Regions from separate parts of the Mus musculus genome. Here all the other regions are linked to region 3. A link is a contact called in public HiChIP or PLAC-seq and promoter capture Hi-C data. All regions are on one chromosome and are shown on one strand. The core of a region is the stretch at or near the end of the contact, and the rest is flanking DNA. Distances in the headings are between cores, read along the strand shown.

Evidence for each region. Promoter capture Hi-C pulls out the DNA fragments that hold promoters and counts their contacts. HiChIP or PLAC-seq counts read pairs in DNA pulled down with a chosen protein or histone mark.
Region 1: a contact with region 3 is called in a promoter capture Hi-C map of macrophages, with 7 read pairs. The contact joins the enhancer-like site here to the promoter of Ap3b1 in region 3. A contact is called at or near these places in 17 of 39 promoter capture datasets (the 3T3-L1 cell line, 3T3-L1-derived adipocytes, the HPC-7 cell line and 11 more), 1 of 15 datasets of contacts at CTCF or cohesin (the NIH/3T3 cell line), 11 of 484 Hi-C or Micro-C datasets (the AML12 cell line, LSK cells, bone marrow and 8 more), 7 of 115 datasets of contacts at active chromatin or transcription factors (the HPC-7 cell line, bone marrow-derived macrophages, embryonic stem cells and 2 more) and 3 of 9 other capture datasets (adipose tissue, macrophages and pancreatic islet).
Region 2: an H3K27ac HiChIP or PLAC-seq map of trophoblast stem cells shows a contact between it and region 3, with 11 read pairs. The contact joins the enhancer-like site here to the promoter of Ap3b1 in region 3. A contact is called at or near these places in 1 of 39 promoter capture datasets (macrophages), 3 of 484 Hi-C or Micro-C datasets (forebrain, granulocyte-monocyte progenitors and nephron progenitors), 9 of 115 datasets of contacts at active chromatin or transcription factors (the HPC-7 cell line, the SCID.adh cell line, cardiomyocytes and 4 more) and 1 of 9 other capture datasets (adipose tissue).
Region 4: a contact with region 3 is called in an H3K4me3 HiChIP or PLAC-seq map of bone marrow-derived macrophages, with 2.7 times the contacts expected there. The contact joins the enhancer-like site here to the promoter of Ap3b1 in region 3. A contact is called at or near these places in 1 of 39 promoter capture datasets (macrophages), 8 of 115 datasets of contacts at active chromatin or transcription factors (the HPC-7 cell line, the SCID.adh cell line, bone marrow-derived macrophages and 3 more) and 2 of 9 other capture datasets (adipose tissue and pancreatic islet).

Annotation. Positions count from the first base shown.
Region 1 is chr13:94,298,559-94,304,136 of GRCm38.p6, reverse strand. It overlaps Gm38653 (a long non-coding RNA gene), which reads left to right. Exons shown (of 3, transcript XR_003950583.1): 3 at 1-1,241. It also overlaps the pseudogene Gm5668. Among named protein-coding and RNA genes, the nearest start is that of Gm32089, 4.3 kb to the right of the region's middle. Within about 2 kb of position 2,781, at least 19 of the 459 cell types and tissues checked have an H3K27ac peak or open chromatin away from gene starts, as enhancers often do. A contact at or near this core is called in the HPC-7 cell line, bone marrow-derived macrophages, granulocyte-monocyte progenitors and 4 more, where this site is marked.
Region 2 is chr13:94,391,542-94,397,508 of GRCm38.p6, reverse strand. It overlaps Ap3b1 (adaptor-related protein complex 3, beta 1 subunit), which reads right to left. Exons shown (of 27, transcript NM_009680.3): 3 at 2,716-2,790. Among named protein-coding and RNA genes, the nearest start is that of Ap3b1, 36 kb to the right of the region's middle. Within about 2 kb of position 2,763, at least 17 of the 459 cell types and tissues checked have an H3K27ac peak or open chromatin away from gene starts, as enhancers often do. A contact at or near this core is called in trophoblast stem cells, where this site is marked.
Region 3 is chr13:94,356,897-94,362,519 of GRCm38.p6, reverse strand. Ap3b1 (adaptor-related protein complex 3, beta 1 subunit) reads right to left here and starts at 3,560. Exons shown (of 27, transcript NM_009680.3): 1 at 3,289-3,560. The coding sequence starts at 3,416. It overlaps Gm9776 (predicted gene 9776), which reads left to right and starts at 3,597. Exons shown (of 1, transcript NR_045619.1): 1 at 3,597-5,623.
Region 4 is chr13:94,320,250-94,326,044 of GRCm38.p6, reverse strand. No RefSeq gene overlaps it. Among named protein-coding and RNA genes, the nearest start is that of Gm41022, 16 kb to the right of the region's middle. Within about 2 kb of position 3,829, at least 19 of the 459 cell types and tissues checked have an H3K27ac peak or open chromatin away from gene starts, as enhancers often do. A contact at or near this core is called in the HPC-7 cell line, bone marrow-derived macrophages and trophoblast stem cells, where this site is marked.

The DNA.
Region 1 (5,578 bases), core at 1,532-4,031, 58 kb after region 3:
AAAGATTTATTTATTTATTTATTTATTACATGTAAGTACATTGTAGCTGTCTTCAGACACTCCAGAAGAGGGAGTCAGATCTCGTTACGGATGGTTGTGAGCCACCATGTGGTTGCTGGGATTTGAACTCTGGACCTTCAGAAGAGCAGTCGGGTGCTCTAACCCACTGAGCCACCTCACCAGCCCCTAGAAATTTATCTTTTACAAAAGTGAAAACACAGCAAGATAGTCAGACTGAATGAGAAATCAAGTGATTCTCTCCCACCCCTTCACCCCTATCTAATTTCTCCACCTGTTTCCACGCCCCAATTCCAAGGCAGCGGACATGTGTGGCCATGCTCCATGATTACATGGTTGTTAGTGATTTGAACTCAGATCTCCTTGCTCCCGCAGCCTATAGTCACTCACTGACACATCTTCCCAACTCTTCTACAAAGCAACTTTTGAAAAAAAGCATCCCTCTTAAGAATCTCCGACGCAGAGACTGGGGAGTGCTCTACCCGAGCGGGACATACACATCTGACCTGTGTGAGCTGGACAGCGGATAGCATCAGGGAAACAATGCTTCCCGGACACAACAAGGCAGTTGCAGGTATGGATTCACAGGACTGTGTCAGCGTGCACAGAATAGACAAGCTCAATCCTGACAAATCCTAGCGTAAGTTCCTTGTTAGTTACTTCTCTATTGCTGTGATAAGACACCGTGGCCAAGGCAACTTATAGAAGAGTTTATTTGGAGCTTACAGTTCCTGAGGGTTAGTGTCCATGGCCTTCATGGTAAGGGGCACAACAGCAGGCAGGCAGGAATGGCGTTGGAGCAGTAGCTGAGAGCTCACATCTTGATCTACAAGCATGAGGCAGAAAGAGTGCCAGAACATGCTAGAAATGGTATGGGCTCTTGAAACCTCAAAGCCTACTCCAGAGACACATGTCCCCCAACAAGGCCACTCCTCTAAGAGTCCCATCAGCTGGGGACCAAGCATTAAAATATATGAACCTATGGCGGTTATTCACATACAAACCACCACAGGGGGATGGTGGCTATGAAACCCCACCCTTAGCTGAGGCTCTGTTGGTATTTGGTAGCTGATGGGAGAGGACAGGTTAGTATTGTTTAATGATGAGGACCCTGGTAGGTTGACCACACACAAGGGTAGCCATGATTACTAAGATTGGTTTTCCTGGATGGGAGGAAAAGGAGGAGGAGGAGGAGGAGGAGGAGGAGGAAGAGGAGGAGAAAAGAAGAAGAAGAAGAAGAAGAAGAAGAAGAAGAAGAAGAAGAAGAAGAAGAAGAAGAAGAAGAAGAAGAAGAAGAAGAAGAAAACTCAATGTTGGTTGGGAAGGTGAGGGAGGGCGGAGTAGTTGTAGGAGAGGCTTGGAGAAGGGAGGTGAGTATGTTCAAAATACATTGTATCAAATTCTCAAAGAATTTATAAAATATTATTAAAAAAGAATCTCTGTGAATAATTGTAAAATAATCTTAGAATTAGTAAAAGCTACAGACACTAATGCATTAGAAAAGAGATAATTTATAAACTCCAAAATATGTTTAAAATTTCTTTTGGTCTTGGTCCTGGTTTTCTTTAAAGATTAATTAAGTACACATATTGTGGTTAAACTAACTCTTTCATAGATAACATATCCGCATATCTCAGGCCTCACATAGTATACTCGACAGTAATTGCTCTCTTAAGACAACAATGCTTAATACTCAGGAATCTCTGCTTTATGGTATTTTGGCTCCACTCATCTGTTTTGTTTGTTTATTATTTGAATAACTCATGCAATATTGATGTGCTTGTACTTTCAAACAACTTGAAGGTGGAATTGTATTTCTACTGCAGAATAACTAAAAATAAAGCGTTGCCCAGGAGAAGGAGGGAGAGGTATACGGCATTTGAATAGACAGTCAGAAATTGGTTTTGGTGATGATGGGTTTCTGGATTTTGGACCCTGAAGAACTGACTTTCTGGACAGCTAACCCAGCACAGAATCCCCTTAGCCAAGACTTGACAGCTGAGCTGGGTGGTGGTAGAACATGCTTTTAATCCCAGTGGCCAGGTGGATCTCTGTGAGTTTGAAGCCAGTCTGGTCTACACAGTGAGTTCCAGGACAGCCACAGATACACAGAGAAACCTTGTCCCCAAAACCCAAAAAAACCCCGCCAACCAGATAATAACAACAAACAAGTAACAACAAAACACTCAACAGCTGTAGCACACACTGTGGTGTAACCTGTACTGACTCAGGAAAGCAGTGTGTGCATTTGTGCGAACTGGAATTTGTCCTTCAGCTTAGAGGATATGGTTATCTTTGACAACTCTTAGGTTTGTAAAGATGAGTTTACTCTTATTTTATGTGTATGAATGTTTTGCCTGCATGTATGTCTGTGTACCATGTAGGTACTTTAGTATCCACGGAGTCCAGATTCCCTAAAACTGGATAGTGATATGGGAACGGAACCCAGGGCTCCTCCAAGTGGAACATGTGCTCTTAACTGCTGGACCATCTCTCCTGCCCTTTGTGAACTTTTAAAGCCATGTTATTAACAATACATGGCCACTGCTTGAACGCTGTGTGTCTGGCTGAGTTATCAGACCTTGTTTAGCAGTCTGAATTGCATTATTCTTCCCGAAATGAGGCTGCTACAGAGTGAAGCAAGGAATCTTTCTACGGAGTCAAAAAGAATTGTTTCTGAGAGACGCCTTTTATTCAGTTATTGCCCCACAGGAAATCAGGAGACTGCACCATGCCAGAGGAAACGTGTAGATCTAATTTCCTCCCAATGCACTCTGAGAGATAGGCTGCTATGAAACTCCCCTGGATGGCTGCAGCCTACTGTGAGCTGGATGTTTGAAGTCCTCAGTGGGATTCCTGGTGATGAGGGTGGCAAAATCTTTTCTGAAAAGAGTGGTAGAACCGTTGTCAAGTGCTAGAGAAAGAAACAAAGAAGGCTTGGGCTGGGAAACAGAGGACTCTGTCCTTTAGTTTCTCTTCTGCTCTGCACAGGGTTGTAGAAGACAAAATGACCTTGGTCACCCGTGACATACTGAGGGCTAGACAGGAAAATGGGTGTTAGGAAATTCTCAGTGCACAACAGGAGCTGATCGGCTGTAGAGCAAATATGTAAATTTCCACTGAATAGTTTTTATTTTTATAGGCTTTAGTACCCTTTAATACTTTCCATGCTGAGGAGGCTGAGGAGATGGCTCAATGGCTTGAATGCTTGCTTCAGAAGCATGAAGTCTGCCTCAGAAGTCAGGACAGGGAATCTGTAGACTAGAGCATGATCCCTGGCACAAACCTCAGAGTGCCACATGTGTCCCTGCACGTGAAAACACGCACTCACATGCACACCACACACACTCACATGCACACCACATGCACTCACATGCACACCACACTCAGTCACATGCACACCACATGCACTCACATGCACACCACACACACTCACATGCACACCACATGCACTCACATGCACACCATATGCACTCACATGCACACCACATGCACTCACATGCACACTACATGCACTCACATGCACACCACACGCTCTCACATGCACCACACGCACTCACATGCATATATGAAAATGGAAGAAGAATGAAATATTTTTCAAGTAGTAAAGCAAATGTTATCTGTGTTGAGCGGAAGGAAGGACTGGGCCTCTGCTCACTGCTGAACAGAGTGGGTGTGGTTCCCTATCCCACCTCTTGCCCTGGGGTCAGATTAGGAAGAGTCATCATAAAGTTGAGTGGACCTTATCTGAATAGAGAGCATCTATCCAGAGGCCAGTAGCTCTCCATCCAGATAAGGTGTCCACTCGTCTCTGTGACACAAAGTTGAGCACAATTGCTGGAGTAAAACAATTACTTCATAATAGTCTAGGAGATGAAACTGGAGAAGGGGGTGTGTCTTAGTTTGAGTTTATTACTGTCAAGAGACACCATGACCAAGGCAACTAGTATAAAAGTAAACATTTAATTGGGGCTGGCTTACAGTTTCAAAGATATAGATTCCTTATGTTTCCTAGAAAACATTTCAGCATTTCCTGAAATCTCTTAATATATATTTTAGTATGCTGGGATTCTTATTATACTATTTAATAGTCCTAATCACACACTGAAGGGTTATTGGGTTTCCACAATAGCACTGTAGAAAACTTGAGTTGATTGGCAGAGGGTTAGACCTCTTCAAAGGCATTAAAAATATAAACGGAGCTAGTCTTTTTGCTTCTGCTCATCACAGACACTAGCCGACCCACCGGCTTCCCGACCATGGCCAACCTTGAGCCTTCATCGCCATGAAGCCAGATGGAGTGCAGCGTGGCTTGGTGGGCGAGATCATCAAGGGATTCGAGCAGAAGGGGTTCTGCCTGGTAGCCATGAAGTTTCTTTGGGTTTCTAAAGAACACCTGAAGCACCATTACATTGACCTGAAAGACTATCCTTTCTTCCCGGGACTGGAGAAGTACATGAACTCAGGGCCGGTGGTGGCCATGGGCTGGGAGGGGCTCTATGTGGTGAAAACTGGCCAAGAGATGCTGGGAGAGAAAAACCCAGTAGATTCTAAACCAGGCACCTTTGTGGGGATTTCTGCATTCATGTTGGCAGCGATCCAATGGAGAGTGCTGAGAAAGAGATGGGTCTATGGTTTAAGCCCGAAGAGCTGACTGACTACAAGTCTTGTGCCCATGACTGGGTGTACGAGTAGACATGGAGTAGAATCCATAGTCCTTTTCAGCACTACTAATGGACAGAGTTCTTCATTCCACTGACTGGATGGATCATCTTTTCTAAAATAGTAAAGACTTTGGAACTGGGGGAAAAATATAAATGGAAATGGGAAGCCTAGGAAAGTGCACATACTAATTTCATGTGTGTGTGCATCTACATATACATATGTGCATCTAGCATCAGCGTTGCCACAAAATGTTCAGTTTCCCTGTTATACACACACACACACACACACACACACACACGTATACAGGTCCCTTTTGATTATTAGACTATGGCACTTATGAACACAAGCATAATTGTTGCATGCACAGATACCTTAATGAGCTAGAACAGGGGCTGGCAAACTTTGACTGAGGGCCAGCTTTAGCTACATTGTTTGCTCATAGATTATCTATAGGCTTGAAGTTAGTTCTATGACTGGTCTCCCGTCTGACACTACCTGCAAGTCGGGGTGAATCCCAAGGAAAGAGGTTTCAAATTTGCTACATTTCATTGAATTTCCTGACAGCTATTATGTTCTGATTACCATTTAAAATAGGGCCATGACATAGGTCTAAAGCAGTCAAAAGAAGAGACAAGTAGGAGAGTCTGGAAAGGTTCCAAGGATGAGGCCTTCAGGGTCTTCTTCCATGGAATAATGAACCCACTGACCTGCTGCGCTGGTGTGTGACCATCATGGTGGAGCATCACTACCCCGGGGGGATGTCACTTGAGTGTTGATGTCAGTAGCTTTACACTGGAGTTTCATTCAGCAGGACTGATTTAGCAGCTATTGATTGCCCAACAGTCTCTGAGTCAACGGATATCACATGACAGCCCCAGCACGCCAGCCAAACTGC
Region 2 (5,967 bases), core at 1,514-4,013, 36 kb before region 3:
ATCCGCTCTGCACAAAAGTACCAGAGTCTTAGGCTTGTACATAAGCGACATGCAAGTACCTGACATGAAAGTACCCGAGGCCAGAAGAAACCTGGGAGTGCAGTAGGCGGGACAAATCCAAGATGGCACAGGAAACACTACTATACCACACTGGGTACCAAATGCCTTCTGACCAGAGAAATGAAATTAAATAAAGATAAAACTGCCCATGAGATATTAGTCCATACTCTCTAAAAGAGCCATAATCTAAAATATAGACTTTTTAAAAGTTAAACAGAAAGATGTGCTCAGTGGTAGCACACTCCTGAATGATGCACGAAGCCCTCAGTTCTACCCCCAGCATCAAAAAGGATAAAAGGAAGAAAACTGGGGTGGGGGAAAGCCAAGGGAGGGACAGAGAGAGGACAGGAGGAAGAAAGGCAGGTATAACCAACGACAGGAAAAACTGCAACTCACAAGCATCACTGATTTGAACTTAAAATGATGCTGTAGGAAAGAAATGGTTGGCAGGTAATATTCCCACAGAGTTGTCATACCTTCAGCAACAGCAGACTAGGGTCTACATCAGTGTGTACACGAGTACCTGGACACTAACACTCAGGGCAACACTGCTCCTAACAGCCCTAAAGTCCTAAAGCCCATCAATGGACAGAGACACAAAACACAGGTACCCACATAGTAGAACCCTATCCAACCATGAACGCACAGTTAGCATTAGCCAAATAAGAACTGTATCCATTCCAGAACCGGGTTCCTCACCTTCAAGGACTCGGTGCCAATGGCCCTGTCATCACTAATGTGACATGCTTCCATCCTGGCATGTGTCCCCAATGCGCATGCTCCATTACTCCTATAATGTCCACCATCACAACCAGTCTGTGCTGTGTGTTTTTCCACCCATGCTCGGAGGATCACCCCTCTCCAATCGATCTCCTGTGTAAGGTCTTTTGTGGCCTTCTCTGGCCCCTGTCACTGCAAAGCCCTTTTGGCTGGAATGCTCCAGTGTGAAGAGCCCTGACAGCCTGCTGCGTGGAGCCGGCTCTGTTCAGCAGGCTGATGATCTTCAGTCAGTCTGCTGGGGCCTTAGGACGGTCTCAAGACCTCCTGTGATTTCGTTTAAAATGGTCCACGGGAAATGCCCAGGATAGGCAAATCCATGGAGAAGAGAGGGTAGGGGAGTGAGGAGTGCCTGCCCGTCATCACAGGCTTTCTTTTGGAGCGAGGAAAATACCGTGGAATTGTGATAAATTCTATGAATATACTAAAATCATTGAATTCAAAATGAAACAGAGCAGACTGAACCTCGTTACCCAACAGAGTTCACTCGGTGACAGGGCCGGGGCTTGAAGCTGCAGTGGGGCTCAGTGGAGAACAGTGGTGTATTGCTCAGGCATGAGAAGGAACACAGCAGCAGTGCTGCATGCGGCACGTGCTGGGGAGAGCAGTCATTAGCACCGAGGTCTGTGCCCTCCCGAGAACACAGCTATATTTAAAGCCACTGCCCTAGTGCCAAGCTAATCTTAGATCCGGTTTTACTAAACGGAGGTCTCCAAGTGCCCTCCGCCAACCACACTCCATTGCCAGGAGGACAACTACTCACACTGGCAGACATCCTCACCAACCACATGCTCTGGAGAAACAAATTAAGCAGAAGGAACTCGAGTTGTGAGCTAGCCTGGAGTGTGGGAAGGTCCAGCTCACTGTGGGTGGCACCATCCCTGGCTGGTAGTCCTGGGTGCTGTAAGAAAAGGCAGGCTGAGCAAGCCATGAGGAATAAGCCCATAAGCATTGCTCCTCCATGGCCTCTGCCTCAGCTCTTGCCTCCAGGTTCCTGCTCTGACTTCCCTCAGTGATGGGCTGTGATGTGGAGCTGTAACTTGGAATAAATCCTTTCCACTGCAGACTACTTTTGAAAATGGAAACTCTAGACAAATACCATCATAAAATGTAGAAATAGCTAAATGCGGGGGGCGCATATGATGTACTGAAATACTATCAAAACCATAAACTAAGCACTCCCTGAAATCACCTCCCTCCCCCTCCTAGGGCCTCTTGTAAATGCTTGTCATGGCCTCCTGATTCAGAATGCCCCTGTCGTGTGTTATCTGTGATGCAGCTGTTCTGGATTTTATATGGGGGACCCCAAAGCCAGTGAGACCATCTCCTCACTTTACCCAGAGTTCCTCTGCAGTACAGATGGCGGCATATGGCTCTGGCATCAGGTCAGTGGGTCAGCTAGCTTCTGAGAAAGTGCCCCTCAAGGTTTGAGCTCCGTTAATAAACCCAGGCAGGCCGCACACTGAGAACTTTATGCCTGTCACGATAGCCAAAAAAAGCTTCAGAAATCTCTAGGGTGTTTTCTTTTGTTTTTGTTTTTGCCTTAGACCTGGCAAAAGAGCCACAAATCCCAAGTCTGGGTAGAATTTACTAGGTCTGTGTCACTAGAGATAGGCTATCCCTTCAGGAATCATGGAAGCTGACACAGGGGAAGGACCCGTCACTACAACTTCAATCTTACTTTTCACAGTTTCCGTGAAAAACCCAAAGCTAAGTTCAAACCCACTCGATGGCATACTTTACCCATTGTTGAGTTTGCAGACATTTTACCATAATAAAAAGCCAGTGATATTTAAATACATTAAATTCCGAAGCAGTCGGAAGTGTGTGGTTGGCTTACATAGCTGGAGTCATAAATACAGTCAAAGCAGACATTACCTCGATGTTTTTACTGGCCACATTCTTCACAACAGCAGGGAAGAGTTCCGAGGCATTTTTCCCCTTCGCAATCATCTGCAGGGTTAAAGAGGACAATCAGGACAGAGCCTTTAAGTTACTAGCCTGAAGGCAAAACATGTTCTGGGAAGTTTTACACACACTAAATATTTGAAAGACTTTGTCACAAAGCAAGCTCCATGATAACAGCTAACTCTTTCCCAGTGTCAACCACATCTCGACTCCACACACCATGAATACATACGCTCTCGGGTTTCAACGTGAATCTAGAGACACACAGACACAGAAAGGGAAAATGTACAGTGGAACATGGGAGTGCACTGCTATGGCAAGAGGAGATCCAGGGTCAGCCTAGCCTGTGTGAGACTGTAGCAAACAGGAGGAGGAAGAGGAGGAAAAGGAGAAAGGAAGAGGAGAAAGGGAGAGGAGGGAAGGATGAAGAGGAGGAGGAAGAGGGGAAGGGGTAGTGGGAAGCAAAGAAGTACATGAAGGCCTGCAGACTGATCCTGCAGGCGCTCTCTCTCTCTCTCTCTCTCTCTCTCTCTCTCTCTCTCTCTCTCTCTCTCTCTCTAGGTGCTCTCCAGATCTCCCAGGGTTCTACATTAAAAATGTAGCACATGAGCAATGAGCACAGGGAATTTTCCAAGCTCTCTAAAATTCTCAGAGGGTCTCCAAGCTCTAATTTTCAGAGGCCTCTTCACTAGTGCCTCTCCCTCCGCCCACTGAAGGTCTGTGTACCACCACTGTGTCAGATGCCCAAATGCCGAAGACTTCTTTCGCTCTTAGGAATCCCATTTCTACAAACCAGGATCAGTTCCCCAGAGCTCCACATCCAACTCCCTACCTAACTTCTCATCAGCAGCTGTCTCTCTCATCTCACGGTCACGCTGCCTAAAAGCAAGCTCGGTCTTCAAGATAAAAGATTTAAAGACAAAGCAAAAACACATTACAGGAGGAATGTACTCATTCCAGCGATTCTCCTAGACAACAAACACCACAGAAAGGTCTTGTCCTCTTCTCATGTCTATACAGCAACCAGGACCTGGTTCTCATTCTTAGATCACTCCTGAGAAGACGTCTTGGCTGTTCTGACCCTACCTCAGGCCAGCATCATCTCGCTGAGGACTTCCCCAACAGTTCCTTCCCTTCCTGCCTGTAATACACACCACTGCAAGCTTATTATGGTGTAGCCAAGGGCAGAAGGCTTATCTATCATGCACAAGGTGCTGGGATCAGCCCTAGTGTCAAGAAAGGGGGGAAAAAGCTGTCCCCCACCCTTGCTCAGGTCAGCCTACTTCAAAAGAGCCTGACAATCCAGGGCTCAAACTATTTCAGTGACTCCTCCAATGTCCTCTCGGCTGCCCTGAGATCTCTTCTTAAGCTCCTTGGTCTACACAGTAAACCAAGTCCTCTCTGGTTCCATTACCATCACAGGTGCCACCAATTCATTTGACTTTTCTACAGTCAGTCTTCCAGACATATCCCCCCCTCACTGAAGCCATCCCCCTTGTCAGAATCAGCTCCCAGAATCTGCAGTCCACACTCTGGAATTTCCCACAGCTACAGTAGATTTCTGGTTGCTTATCTTTAGTTTATAGCTATTTATACTTTTTATTTTCTTCTCGTTCTCAAAAAGTCCAGCTAAAGTGGTATGTCAGCTTTATTATGTATGAAATATATGAGTGATATAGAAATACTATGTGATATTTTATGCTTTATAATTCCAGTATGAAGTCATAATTCCTTTCTGTTGAGACATTTTTAAATGTTCAGTAAGGCTCCTGGGCATAGAACTGCATGTTTATAAGCCCAGCATCTGAGGCAGGAAGGTCTGAGTTAACCTGGACTACGTAGCAAAAAAAGAACAAAATAAACATCCCTTATTGCAATCTCATCTTTTATTATTATATTTCTCTACTTGTAATATTTTTACTTGTATGTTTTGTGAAGCTTACTAAGTATCATAGAAAATTCACAAAATACTGCAGCTACAACATTTGGCTATGACTTATAACCCTCCACTTCCTCATCTCTCAAGTCCGTGCTCTGTAAGGACCTCATCTAAGATTGTCACATTAAACACTATCCCAGGGCTAACTCAACTCTACAGTGTCTTCAGCCATGTAGCCCCTTCGAATACACATGCTGTAAACAAGAAATATCATACCTGAGGGTAGCACAGACAAAACGAGAGAAAAGTGGGGAGCCCTGCGATACAGAAGGAGAGGCAGGGCTGCTGTTTCTCCATAAAGTGGTCACACAAGCTCTCCTTTCAGGAGACGATGAAGGAGGGGGGAAGCGTGGGATGCAGGAAGAGCAGTTTCCAGAGCAGACTCTGTAAGTAGGAGGCCAGAGCAGCCAGGGTGGGGTATGCAGAGGAAGAAGGATGTGATGTCACAGCTGGGGGACCATAGGCAAAGGAGGTGGCTTTCCATGGACACCTAAGAAGGAAATGTAGTCCACTGCAGAGCTCTGAGCAGAGGACAAGCTTCACTGGACTTGCATCTCAACATCTTTCCAGATTAGTGTGGGGAAGAGAACAGGAACCACACAGGTGTCTTTAACAATTACGGGACCACTACCGTCCTCCTAGGGAGACAGGTGAGACAGAAACAGACTAATGTGAGTAAGACAGGAAAAGGCCGACACAGGAGTAAGAGCAAGACGGAAAGATGAGGGGAGCGGCTGTGATGGAGATGAGCAATTGAGCCAGCTACTGAGACAGCATGACTGTATGAAAATGAATGGTTTGGGGGAACAGAGCCAACTGTGTCTGCACTCACAAGGGGATGACATCACTCATGGTATAGCCCTCAGTGTAGGGAGAACCAACAAGACGGCTGACGACTCCCTGACCTCAGGTGAAGAAGGCCTTACTAGCAGGCTACTGAGAGCAACAGGAGCCTTAGCAGCAGCTTGGGCTGTTTGGGAATTTCCACAAGCATCTTTTGCCAACAATACAACTAAGATGTAACAAACTCCTGGCACAGCAGCCTTGTCTTGGAGGCAAGAGATGTGTAGTTGGGTTTTGTCTCCCCCATTTATGGTGATTTCACTTCTACTTCCTTCATATGTGTTTACATTTAAAGAAGCTGCTGCTGCCTGGCAGTGGTGGTAGACACCTTTAATTCCAGCACTTGGAAGGCAGAGGCAGGCAGATTTCTGAGCTCGAGGCCAGCCTGGTCTACAGAGTGAGTTCTAGGACAGCCAGGGCTACACAGAGAAACCCTGTCT
Region 3 (5,623 bases), core at 2,311-4,810:
GAACTCACTAATGGAAAGTAAAGGGATTAATAAGAACACTGCGTTACACTGCGTGACACTAGACTAGATCCCGTAGTCACAAAAGGCTTTGGGAAAGAAAAGATAAGAAGAGAAAAGTCAAGTCACGACTGGAACAGAGAGCAAACCTGGACTGCATACTATCCTGCACCAATAGTAAACTCCTTGATCATATCTGTAGCCACAATTACTTAAGAGGCTGTTTTTATTACGAAAAACATATGCTAAGGTTTCAAGGGTAAAGGATACAAGTTAAACATAATCTTCAGAAGACAACTTTTCATGTGAAATGTGTGTGCAAACGTAAGTGTGCGTGTGAATGTGAAAGGACAGGGGTCGAGAGGAAGGCAGAGAGAAGGGGGAGGGGGACGGGAGGGGAGGGGCAGGTGAGCACAGCAACGCTGTTTGGACTGAAGAGACAGCTCAGTGGTCAAGAGACCAGACTGATCTCCCAGAAGCGATTTCCAGTTTCATTTCCAGCACCATATTAGGCAGCTTACAACTACCTGTTGACACCAGTTCCAGGGAAATCTAATGCCTTCTTCTGGCCTCCGTGGGTACGATACAAACCCACACACCAACACAAGTAAGTAAAAAGTGAAAAACTAAAATAATAATTAGTGATTCTACATAAAAAGAGTGGTTCTCCTTACAAAGGCTGGGGCAAAAAAAAAAACCTGAAATGATCTTAAAGTAAACACAAAAGGAAAAGAAGCTCTTTCAGAGTAACTTTGAAAGTAGAGCAAAGGAACTGGGTGTGATAGGCCACACCTATAAATCCAAGCATGCAAGAGCCTAAGGCAGGGACTGCAAGTTTGAGGCCAGCCTGGGCTACATAGTAAGATCCTATCTCAAAAGACAAACGTTTTTTCTCTTTTTTTTTGTTTGTTTTTTTGTTTGTTTGTTTGTTTGTTTTTCGAGACAGGGTTTCTCTGTATAGCCCTGGCTGTCTTGGAACTCACTTTGTAGACCAGGCTGGCCTAGAACTCAGAAATCCGCCTGCCTCTGCCTCCCGAGTGCTGGGATTAAAGGCATGCGCCACCACGCCCGGCTAAGACAAACGTTTTTAACCGGCGCTCAGGAGAGATTAAGTGGCCACTTCCAGAACAGGAGTCTGCTGCTTCCTACACACTTAGCTCTATCAGGCTGCAGCTCAGTAGCCAGTGTTTCAACTCCTGAAAGCTTCAAGGTCATATAGTAGCTATGCAAGAGCCTAAGGCAGGGACTACAAGTTTGAGGCCAGCCTGGGCTACATAGTAAGATCCTATCTCAAAAGACAAACGTTTTTTCTCTCTCTTTTTTTTTTTTTTTTTTTTTTTTTTTTTCGAGACAGGGTTTCTCTGTATAGCCCTGGCTGTCTTGGAACTTTCAAGTTTTAAACTTTTGGTGAGCTGTATGCATTCCCTAAAAATAGCATTGATTTCAAGTAGTTAATAGCATATGCAAACAAACACATTAAAGAAAGAACAGAGATGATAATGTCTAGCTAGGTTCAAATTCTGACAGCTTTGTGACCTTGGGCAAATTAACCAACTGGACTCCAATTTCCTCACCCATAATGTGGAATCAGAGAAGCACCAGTAACAGCCCACTAAGGACGGAGGACCAGGGATGGAGCTCGGAGGCAGAGCACTTACCTAAGCAAAGCTCCAGCAATGTAGAAACACACTGCAGATGATAATTATGAATACCCATGCACAAGCATTCAATGTTAGCTCCTTGTAACTCAACTCTAACATCAACTGCACTAGAAAGCCATGCATTCTTCCCAAATCAGGCCCAAGCTTTTACATGATCTAAAAGAAAAGGAAAAAACACCTCAGATGCTTACGCGTCAGAAAGGCTGACTAAGTGTACCCCAAGTCACAGGCAAATTCAACAACTGAGACCTTCTACTGAGGGAAATGTGGAGTTACCAAAAACTCCTTGTTGGATCAATCAGTCACACAAATGCACACAAAGACAGAAGACATCTATTATGTTTTACACTTTCATATCCTGAAAATAATGAACACAAAGATAATTAATATGCTTTATACAAGATGTTAATCAATAGAGTCAAATCTTAATCTCAATTTCAGCTACTAGCACCTGGGAGGCAGAGGCAGGAGAATGGCAAGTTCCAGTTTGAGGCCAACCTGAGCTACAGAACAAGATTGTCTCTAACCACCTTCCCCACCAATTATTATTTTAGTTACACCTCTTAATATCCATAAAACTATCAACCAAGTTTCCTTACCTTAAGTGGGTAGAATCTAGTGATAGTCTATTATGTTTTACTATACTGCGTAACAATAAGAGAACAAAAATTTAAAAAGAATGTGTAATGGCATGGTGGTGTGTGCACTGGAGTAGCAGAGGCAGGAGGATTTCTCTGAGTTTCAGGCTAGCCTGCTCTACCTAGTGAGTTCCAGGCCAGCCAAGGTTACACAGTGAGACCCTGTCAGAAAGAAAAGGGAGGGGAACGACAAATAATCTAAGTTGTCATAATTCTGTACATTTATCCACAGCCCATCAACACGCCAAAATGTAAAACCCAAACTAAAACAGAACCCGCTAAGGATGTTTTCAATTCTTGGCGGTATTTGACGCGAACCATAAGTAACTTTTTACAAAAATCAGTATACACGGTTGGTGCTTATTTTTAAAATTCATACTATTTGTAAAGAACTAGAACTGGGTTTGGTTCACAACAACACTCTATTTAAATATTATCTCAGTGCTTCAGTGGGGGCGGGGAAGTACCCTGGTGCAAAGATCATCACATGAAAAACGCCAAAGGTGGTAGAAAAAATAAGTTTGTCATTTATACAAAACCCCCAAACCACCGCTTAGTCCCTACATTATAGGGTCCCAATAAGCAGCAGGCCCACTCCCCACTCCCTTCCCCAAATACCCTCGTCACCTTTAAATAAATGACTTTCTCGAGGTCTGATCCTGTAGACCTCAAATTCACTAGAAGTTCAAAATTCAAACTCCTGTGCGCAGCCCAGATCAACTCAGTCAACGGTTTGGGAAGTGGAACCTCGGCTCACCAACTGGTTTGCTTTTTCCCCCCCACACACACCAAAGTTTGAAGACCACAGGCGCCGCCTTGGGCGTCCCCAGACGTCCCCAACAAGCCCCGCACCCGGCGGGGCCACCCCCACCCACCCACCCACCGACCCACCGCAGCGGGGGCGGCAGGGAGGTTCCCCAGGAACCGAGAGCAGCCCGGGCGGCCGCCTCGCGTCCCGGCAGCGCTCCCGCACCCCGAACCCCGGTCCTCACTTCTTCCAATCGCTGCTGAAGAGGCCGAAGGCGCCCGAGGGAGAGATGGTCGAGGTGGCCTCCTGCCCGAGCTCCGCCGCCTCCCCTCCTCCCGACTGCTCGTTGTAGGCGAAACTGTTGCTAGACATCGCGGGCGGTGCTGGCCAGCAGGCGGGTGCGGGAGAGAGCGTGCGGGGTCCTCTACGGATGGCTGGCGTTCGGAGGACACCGAACCAAACTAGTTCTGGGGCGGAGGGGGCGCGCGCCGGCGCTTCCGGGCTCGTCACTGCTCCGGCTGACCGGGCGGCCCACCCCCTGCGCGTGCGCACTGTGTCCGTGCGGGCCCGCGCCTGCCGCTCCCGGTGCGCTAGATTGTCGCGCTCCGGGTGTTAGGGGCTGCCGGGAAGCTACACTCGGGACCCTTAACAGGAAGCTGGGGTTTTGCACCGGGTCAGCCGGAGAGTCGTGGGCACGTAAAGAACTGGATATGAGGCCCTTGGATGCGTTTTGGTGGAGGAGATCTCAGATCCTCCAGGGTTCGTTGCTTCTCTTCTGCTGTCCACTGATCGCTCCCCGATGGCTCCTGAAACGCGGTGCACAGGTCGGAAGAACTTGGCTTCAGCGGCCACAAGCTCTCAGCCCTCGAGGCTGGCTTCCGCCCCTCTCACAGCCAGAGTGGCCTGACGTTCTAGACGTGAAAGCTCCTCCTTCGGAGGAGGCTTTCAGGATCTGCGCGGAGGCGATCATCCGCCTGCAAGCTTTGCCTAAGTTTTTCCTGGGGCCCGAGGTTCTTACTTGAAGTTCGAGGCTTGCGTCCTGCCCGCAGTCAGCTGCCGCGAGCTAAGCCTGGGCCAGAAGCTGGAGTGCGCTCTCCTCCGAGCGCCGCCTGCTTCCACTCTTGGGCAAGTGGCTTTCCAACAACACCTAAGCAGCAAGATGGGATGGTTTCTGGCTGCAGAACTGCAACCCTTCTGTCCCGGGCAGCTTTCCAAGAGGACCCTCACCAGCCTCCCTGGTGACTACCGTTCCTTCGTTCCTCTTTCCCTACACATGCGGTCCAGAAAGGACTGAATACCTGCAGCCCTGCAGCAAATCACCAAAACCCAAGGGTAGCACCAGGCAAACACCAAGGTCCCACCAAGATTTCTCGACTTGACTGAAAGATTGCGTTGTCTCTCGGAAAACACGCTCCTCCTTAGTGCTAGGAGAGAGAGGAGCAATCAGCCTCCAAACTGACCAAACGTTGGCGGTTAATTAGCTTTTCAATACACCTATCCAGACAGTGTTCGAGCATCGCAAATATGTTTCTTCCCAGTGTTGATGATATTGATAGATTTGTAGAATCTCTCCTACGACTGACTGATCGATGGTGATGATACATAACAAGGTGTTATATGATGCTTAGCTTATACCCCAGACACTATACTAAGTGGTGTGCATGGATAAATTCATTTACTACGGGAAGACACTAGGCTTTGCTTATTTTGTCAAGTAATGACAATGTGAACACATCCTCAGTACAAAATATACCTGAGTATATAATTGTTTTTATTTTGGAATGTAAACGCTTTTACTAGATATTCTAAATTGCTCTCCTACCATTTACGTATGAGAGGGATTTCCTCACATTCTCATAATTTTGTCATAATGTGATATAGATTTTTGTGTTCTAATTAATTTTTATATTCATGTTGATAATGAATATGATTATCTTTCATGTGAGTTTTTTTTTCACATGGACATGTTAATCCAATTTATCTTGAATAGTTCATTTTCTTTTTATTATTATTTTATTAGGTATTTTCTTTTTTTTAAGATTTATTTATTTATTATATGTAAGTACACTGTAGCTGTCTTCAGACACTCCAAAAGAGGGCATCAGATTTCGTTACGGATGGTTGTGAGCCACCACATGGTTGCTGGGATTTGAACTTGGGACCTTTGGAAGAGCAGTCAGCACTCTTAACCACTGAGCCATCTCACCAGCCCAGATATTTTCTTTATTTACATTTCAAATGCTATCCCGAAAGTTCCCTATACCCCCCCAGAGGCCCCCCCCCCCCGTCCTGCTCCCCTACCCACCCACAATAGTTCATTTTCTTATGGAAAGGGTTTATTTTGTTTTTAGAGACAGGGTCTCACTCTGTAGTCCTGCCTGGCTTCGAACTTGCAATCCTCCTGCCTTAACTTTCCAATGTTGTGACTATAGCCACGCACCAGCACACCCCACTTGAAAAGGGCCCATTCTCAAGTTTCATTCTTTAAACAAGCTGCTTTATTTTCATTGGTTGTTTTGTTTTCATACAGACTCATGTAAACAGTTGACCTATACTTTGGAAAGTTGTTGGGGAAGTCT
Region 4 (5,795 bases), core at 2,580-5,079, 37 kb after region 3:
TGACTGAGGGGTAGCCTGAGACTGTCACTCATATTTGCTCTCTTCTGCACATACTTTTTAAGAATGTGTCTTGCAAGTCTCCCACCAGACATAGTCACCTTGGATGAACCTCTTCTCTTTATACTTTAGTCTGTCTGAGGAATTCTGTTGAAGCAACTAAAACAGGCTATGAAAGTTATTCAGATCTTTGTCATCTCCTCACTCACTTATTGACCCACAATAGGGTCAGGGACTGTCCGCTCTTTTCCCTTAACCTCCACTCCTCAGAGCAGAGCTTGGTGCCTTACTGTTGCAGTACCTCTTTGATTGAGTCTGAGAGGTGGAGCTCTCTCTCTCTCTCTCTCTCTCTCTCTCTCTCTCTCTCTCTCTCTCACACACACACACACACACACACACACACACACACACACACACTTCACACACACTTCCCTTGGCTCCTGACTGACCCTTCTCTTTTGTCCCAGCAAGCTTGCTTTCTTGCTGGGCTGCTTGCTTTCTTGCTTTTCTTTGCCAGCTCCTCTTCCAATCCCCAATATCCAGTACCTCAAAGCTCATTCTTACATTTTTCATTCCTCTTTTGTCTTTACAGTCCATCATTAAATTCTCTCACTCTTTGGGGCACTGCTGGCCCACGTCTATAATCCTAGCACCTTGGAGACTGAGGTAAGAGAAACTGAACTTTATAGTGAGACTATGTCTTATAAACCTAAAGTCAACTACCACATCAATAAAGTTTAAACTTATTACATCACATAGTTTTAAGTTTACAACTTGAAAACTTATATACCTAGCCCCAATCTGTTCTTTGAAATTGAGTTTTGCATATACAGTTGGGTACCAGCATCTCTTAGATGTCTAACAGACACCTCACACTCATGTCCAAATTCTCAGAAAACTAAAATTTCCACCTCAGCCAATACAGCTTTCCCCATTTCAGCAAAGCACAACTAAATTTATACAGTCAATAAGACTGAAAATGACAGATGACCTTTTTCTTTGTTGATATAGAGAATCTCATGTAGCCCAGGCTGGCCTTGAACTCACTGTGTAGCTGAGAGTAAATCTGAATCAGGAGATGCTGTACTTTCTATTTCCCAAATGTTCAAATTATAGCTCTGTGCCATGGTGTCATATGTGTGTGTTTCTAGTGCTCAAACCTGGTCTGCATTTCAAGATAGACAAGCACCCTGCCAGCTGAGCTATACCCTAGTCCCTTCAGAATCATTCTTATCCTTCCTTTTTTTTTTTTTTGTCTCATATACAATCATGAACATATCCTGTAAGCTCCACTTATAAAAAACTATGTCTAGAATTTGATTAATTTTCATTTTTCTACCACCATTACTCAAATACTTAAAAAAACAAAAACAAAAAGTTTCACAACTATGTGTGTGTTTGGGGAGGCAGGAGAGTGTGTGCGACGTCTGAAGAGGCCAGAGGCAACAGATTCTCCTGGAGCTGGAATTACAGGGAGCTGCCTGGTGTGGGTGCTGGGAACCACAGTTGGGTCCTCAGGAGCCTAGCAAGCGTTCTGTGGTAGTTTGACTAGAAACGGTTTCCATAGACTCCTGTGTGTGAATGCTTGACCCATAAGTAGTGGTACTATTAGGATGTGTGGCCTTGTTGGAGGAAGTGTGTCACTATAGGAACAAGCTTTGAGGGCTCAGATATGTTCACGCCATGCCCAGTGACAGTGTCTCCTTCTGTTGCCTCTGGAGGTAGATGTTGAACTCTTAGCTCCTTCTCCAGCACCATGTCTGCCTACACGCTGCCATATTTCCCACCATGACGATAATGAAACTATAAGCCAACTCCAATTAAATGTTTTCCTTTATAAGAGTTGCTTTGGGCTGGGCATGGTGGCGCACACCTTTAATCCCAGCACTCGGGAGGCAGAGGCAGGTGGATTTCTGAGTTCGAGGCCAGCCTGGTCTACAAAGTAAGTTCCAGAACTGCCAGGGCTATACAGAGAAACCCTGTCTCAAAAAAAAAAAAAACAAAACAAAAAAACAAAAAAACAAAAAAAAGAAGAAGAAGAAGAAGAAAAGAGTCGCTTTGGTCATGGTGTCTCTTCACAACAGTAAACCCTAACTAAGACATACTCTTACCCATTGAGCCATCACTCCAGACTTCAGATACCTTTCTATCTGGGTTATCTCTCTGTATCAGGAGTCAGCAAACTTTGTCTGCAAAGGTCAAGTAATTGATATAGCCTCTATTGCAAATACTTGGATCTGATGTTATCCATGGGAAGCAGCATAGACAGTACTTAAATGAATGAATGTGGCTGTGTTCCAGTAAATATTTTATTTGCAAACTCAGGCACCAGCCAGATATGCTGGCCTGAAAGACATAGTGTACAGACTCATGATCTGGCCTTTTCAATGATCTTTACCGATTGTCCCTGATTCCACCCTTCCTCATGAGTTGGAGACATTGGTAAAAGATAGGACCTTGAATAAGGTAGAGGGAAGGAAGGTTGAGTAAAGACAAAGGAATTAGTGAAGAGAGGCTGAGCATTCAGACCATCTATAGCTGTTCTTAGTTACAGAGTCCAGAGGCAAGCTGTGGCGACATAGGGCTGGGGAACTCAGGAATACAATGATCTTCTTATCCCTATGTCCTGTGATCCTTAACTTCATCCTGTGCAATATTTATCTGGGCTTCAGACACTCCTCCTACTCAGTGTTTTCTGGAATTTTGAAAATGCTGTTCTGCACCCCAAATACTCCCAGAAATCCCTCTCCTCTGCATCTCACTGATTAAGGCTCTTACCAATCTTCTTTATACCATCTCAACTTAGTTAATACTGGCTCCAAAATGGCTTCTCTAACAAGGTTTTTGATTGGCTTGGACTCTTGAACTCTGTGAGCTCCTCCTGCACCTGACACTAGTTCTCCATCACTATTCATCCCTAAGGCAAGGTGGAATTTGTAATACCATACAGTAAAATAGTCTGTGGAAGGGGATAGAGTTTTCCTGTCTGAGAAAAAAGAGGTGTTGTGTTGAGAAATTTAGTGAAGGACCAACCACATTAGGGAGAGCAAGAGTGAGCCCATAGGGTCTGCTGTATGTAAATACCCAAGAAGTTCCAAAAGGGGCAACTTAGCGGGGTCACAATAGGTAAGGTGTGTACCCCAAAATAAAGTCATCCAGAATTTATTTGCGATGAAGATGTTGGGCTATAGAGAATTACAGTAGGGCACCAAGTAACTGACATTGTTTTTCTTAGCCAAAAAGGAGAGCGATAAGGCAGGGCTAAGACCCTAGAAGTAAGATGAATGAACCGTGCGTGACATACCTAGTGTCAGTCAAATGAATCAGTCAGCCTGAGGCAACCTCAAAAAGCAGAAGCTAGGGAAGTGAATGCTTTCACGGTCCTTCCTACTTTCAGTGACTCCTTGTGCTGGGCAGTTTTATGTCAGCTTGACACAGCCTAGAGTAATTTGGAAAGAGGGACTCTCAGTTAAGAAACATGCCTCTATAATTGGCCCTAGGCAAGTCTGTAGTACATTTTTCCTTTTGTCATTGAAGTGGGATGGATGGCCTAGCCTACTGTGGGGTAGTGCTACCCATGGGCTGCTGGTCCTAAATGCTAGAAGCAAGCAGACTGGGCAAGCCAGTAGCCTCTGTGGCCTGTTCTTCTGCTGTTCTTGCTTCCAGGTTTCTACCCTGGTTTCCCTCAGTGATGGTTTACAAACTATAAAGTGAAAGAAACCGTTTCCTCCCCAAGCTGCTTAGGAGCATGGCATTTTGTCACAGCAATAAGAACCCCAAGACAAACCCAACGGGAAGCCAGGAGAACAAGAGTCCACACCCAGACTTCTTCTCTTCAGTGAGAGGAGTAGTAAGGAACGAGGCTAGAGACAGGTGGGTTATATCCTGTAGAATGACCTACACTGGATAGGCCAGGGTTGTTCTGGAAAGACCTGGCTAGACTATCCAGAGGGTTGACCAATCAGAGGCATTGATTTCAGAGACAAAAGAAGGAGGAGTGACTGTGAAAACCTGGCTGACTGGTGGAAGTGTTGTGTTTTAGAAAAAGAAAAAGAAGCCAGGGATATGTTTGGTGGAGGTGCAGTATGGTGGTGGGGTGGTGGTGGTGGGGTGCTCTGTGGGCCTATGCTGAGGCATCCCTTCCCTAGAGTTTATTTAGGTCATGGGGAGGGGAGTTGGAGGAGAGAGAGAGAGAAAGGGAGAGGGAGAGGGAGAGGGAGAGGAGGAGTAGAGGCTGGCCATGAGCATGTGGAGAGAGAAAGGGGGAGGAGAGAAGGGACAGAGGGGGAAGAGAGGAAGAGAAGAGAAGAGAAGAGAAGAGAAGAGAAGAGAAGAGAAGAGAAGAGAAGAGAAGAGAAGAGGGGGCAAGCAGCCCCTTTTAGAGTGAGTCAGGCACACCTGGCTGTTGCTAGGTAACTGTGGGGCAGAGCTAAATGGTACTGATACCCAAGGCACATGCAGTGAGATCCTGTGTGCTAAGTGAGTGAGAAGCAGCTGGGAGTGTGGTTATCTGTGAGTTCTTCAGAGAGAAGTGAAGTAACCTGGAAAGTGAAGGACTCCAAAGGTTAGGAAGACTGGGCATTAGGCATCCTTAGTCTGGAGTTCAGGAGACCTTAGATGAAGAAGCAATCAAGTGACTCTAATTTTTCTTTAAAGGCTTCCTGGAGAGGGATTAGCCTTTTGTGTATTGTACAGTAGGGAGCTTTATATTTAGCAATGGATTTCCTAATCCTGTCTCACAGAAGGCTCATCACAGCAGGTGTCCCAGAGCTTGTGTGGCCCTGGGCTGAGAAAGAGGTCTGGGTGGGAGCTGGATGGTTTCCTGGCCCCAGCTAAACTTTATAATATTTGAATCTATGTTAGCGTAGAGGATCTAAGATTAATTCTCCCCTTAATAAAAATAACCATGATAGGCATCACAACCCCAGAGAAAAAATTAAATCTGGCTTATGATGAGTTAAATCTAATAAAAAATACAAAGATTTTGTCATTGCTTTAACACGTCCTCTCCCCCCCCCCCCCCCGTCCTCTTTCATTTCCGGAAATGAATTCCTATGAAGCAAATCTATAAAGGGGCGCTACGGCAGCGCAAACACCACGGAATGACATGGTGGAGGCTTGACTATTCGGCTCACCAAGGGGAGAAAGGGGTGTGAAAACTCATTACAACAGGGACAGTCACACAGCTCACACAGCTCAGTCTCTCCTCTCTTTTAAACTTCCTAATGAAAAAAAAGTTGAATTCACTTTTGAATGAAAAGCACCCCCATGCTTCCACCAAATAGATAAATTAGAGAGATTTCTCCCCCTCCCTCCCCCCCACACACATTTACTTTAATCTAAAATGCTGTTATCCTTTGGGATTTATTGTATGGTTTCTCAGAAGATTACATCTTGGAAATCTTATTCTTAAAAACCACAGGTAGCAGGCATGCCTTTACGTGAACTGGTACATTGAGAAGGAATGGAATTTGATTCAACACCTGTTCATGTCTGTAGATTCTGTACTCAAAATATTGCCCCAAAATAAATACCATAATAAGCCACTACTTTATTTTGGATTTTAAGATAACATTCATTGCAGACATTAGTGTTAGTTTTATATTAATGAAATAGAAAAAAATGATGATTTTGTAATTTCAATAGCGTTTATCAGTGCTATATTTTTCTTTCTCTAATATAATAGGTTAAAAATTCTTTTGAGGGCTGGTGAGATTGCTCAGCGGTTAAGAGCACTGACTGCTCTTCTGAAGGTCCTGAGTTCAAATCCTAGCAACCACATGGTCACTCATAACCAT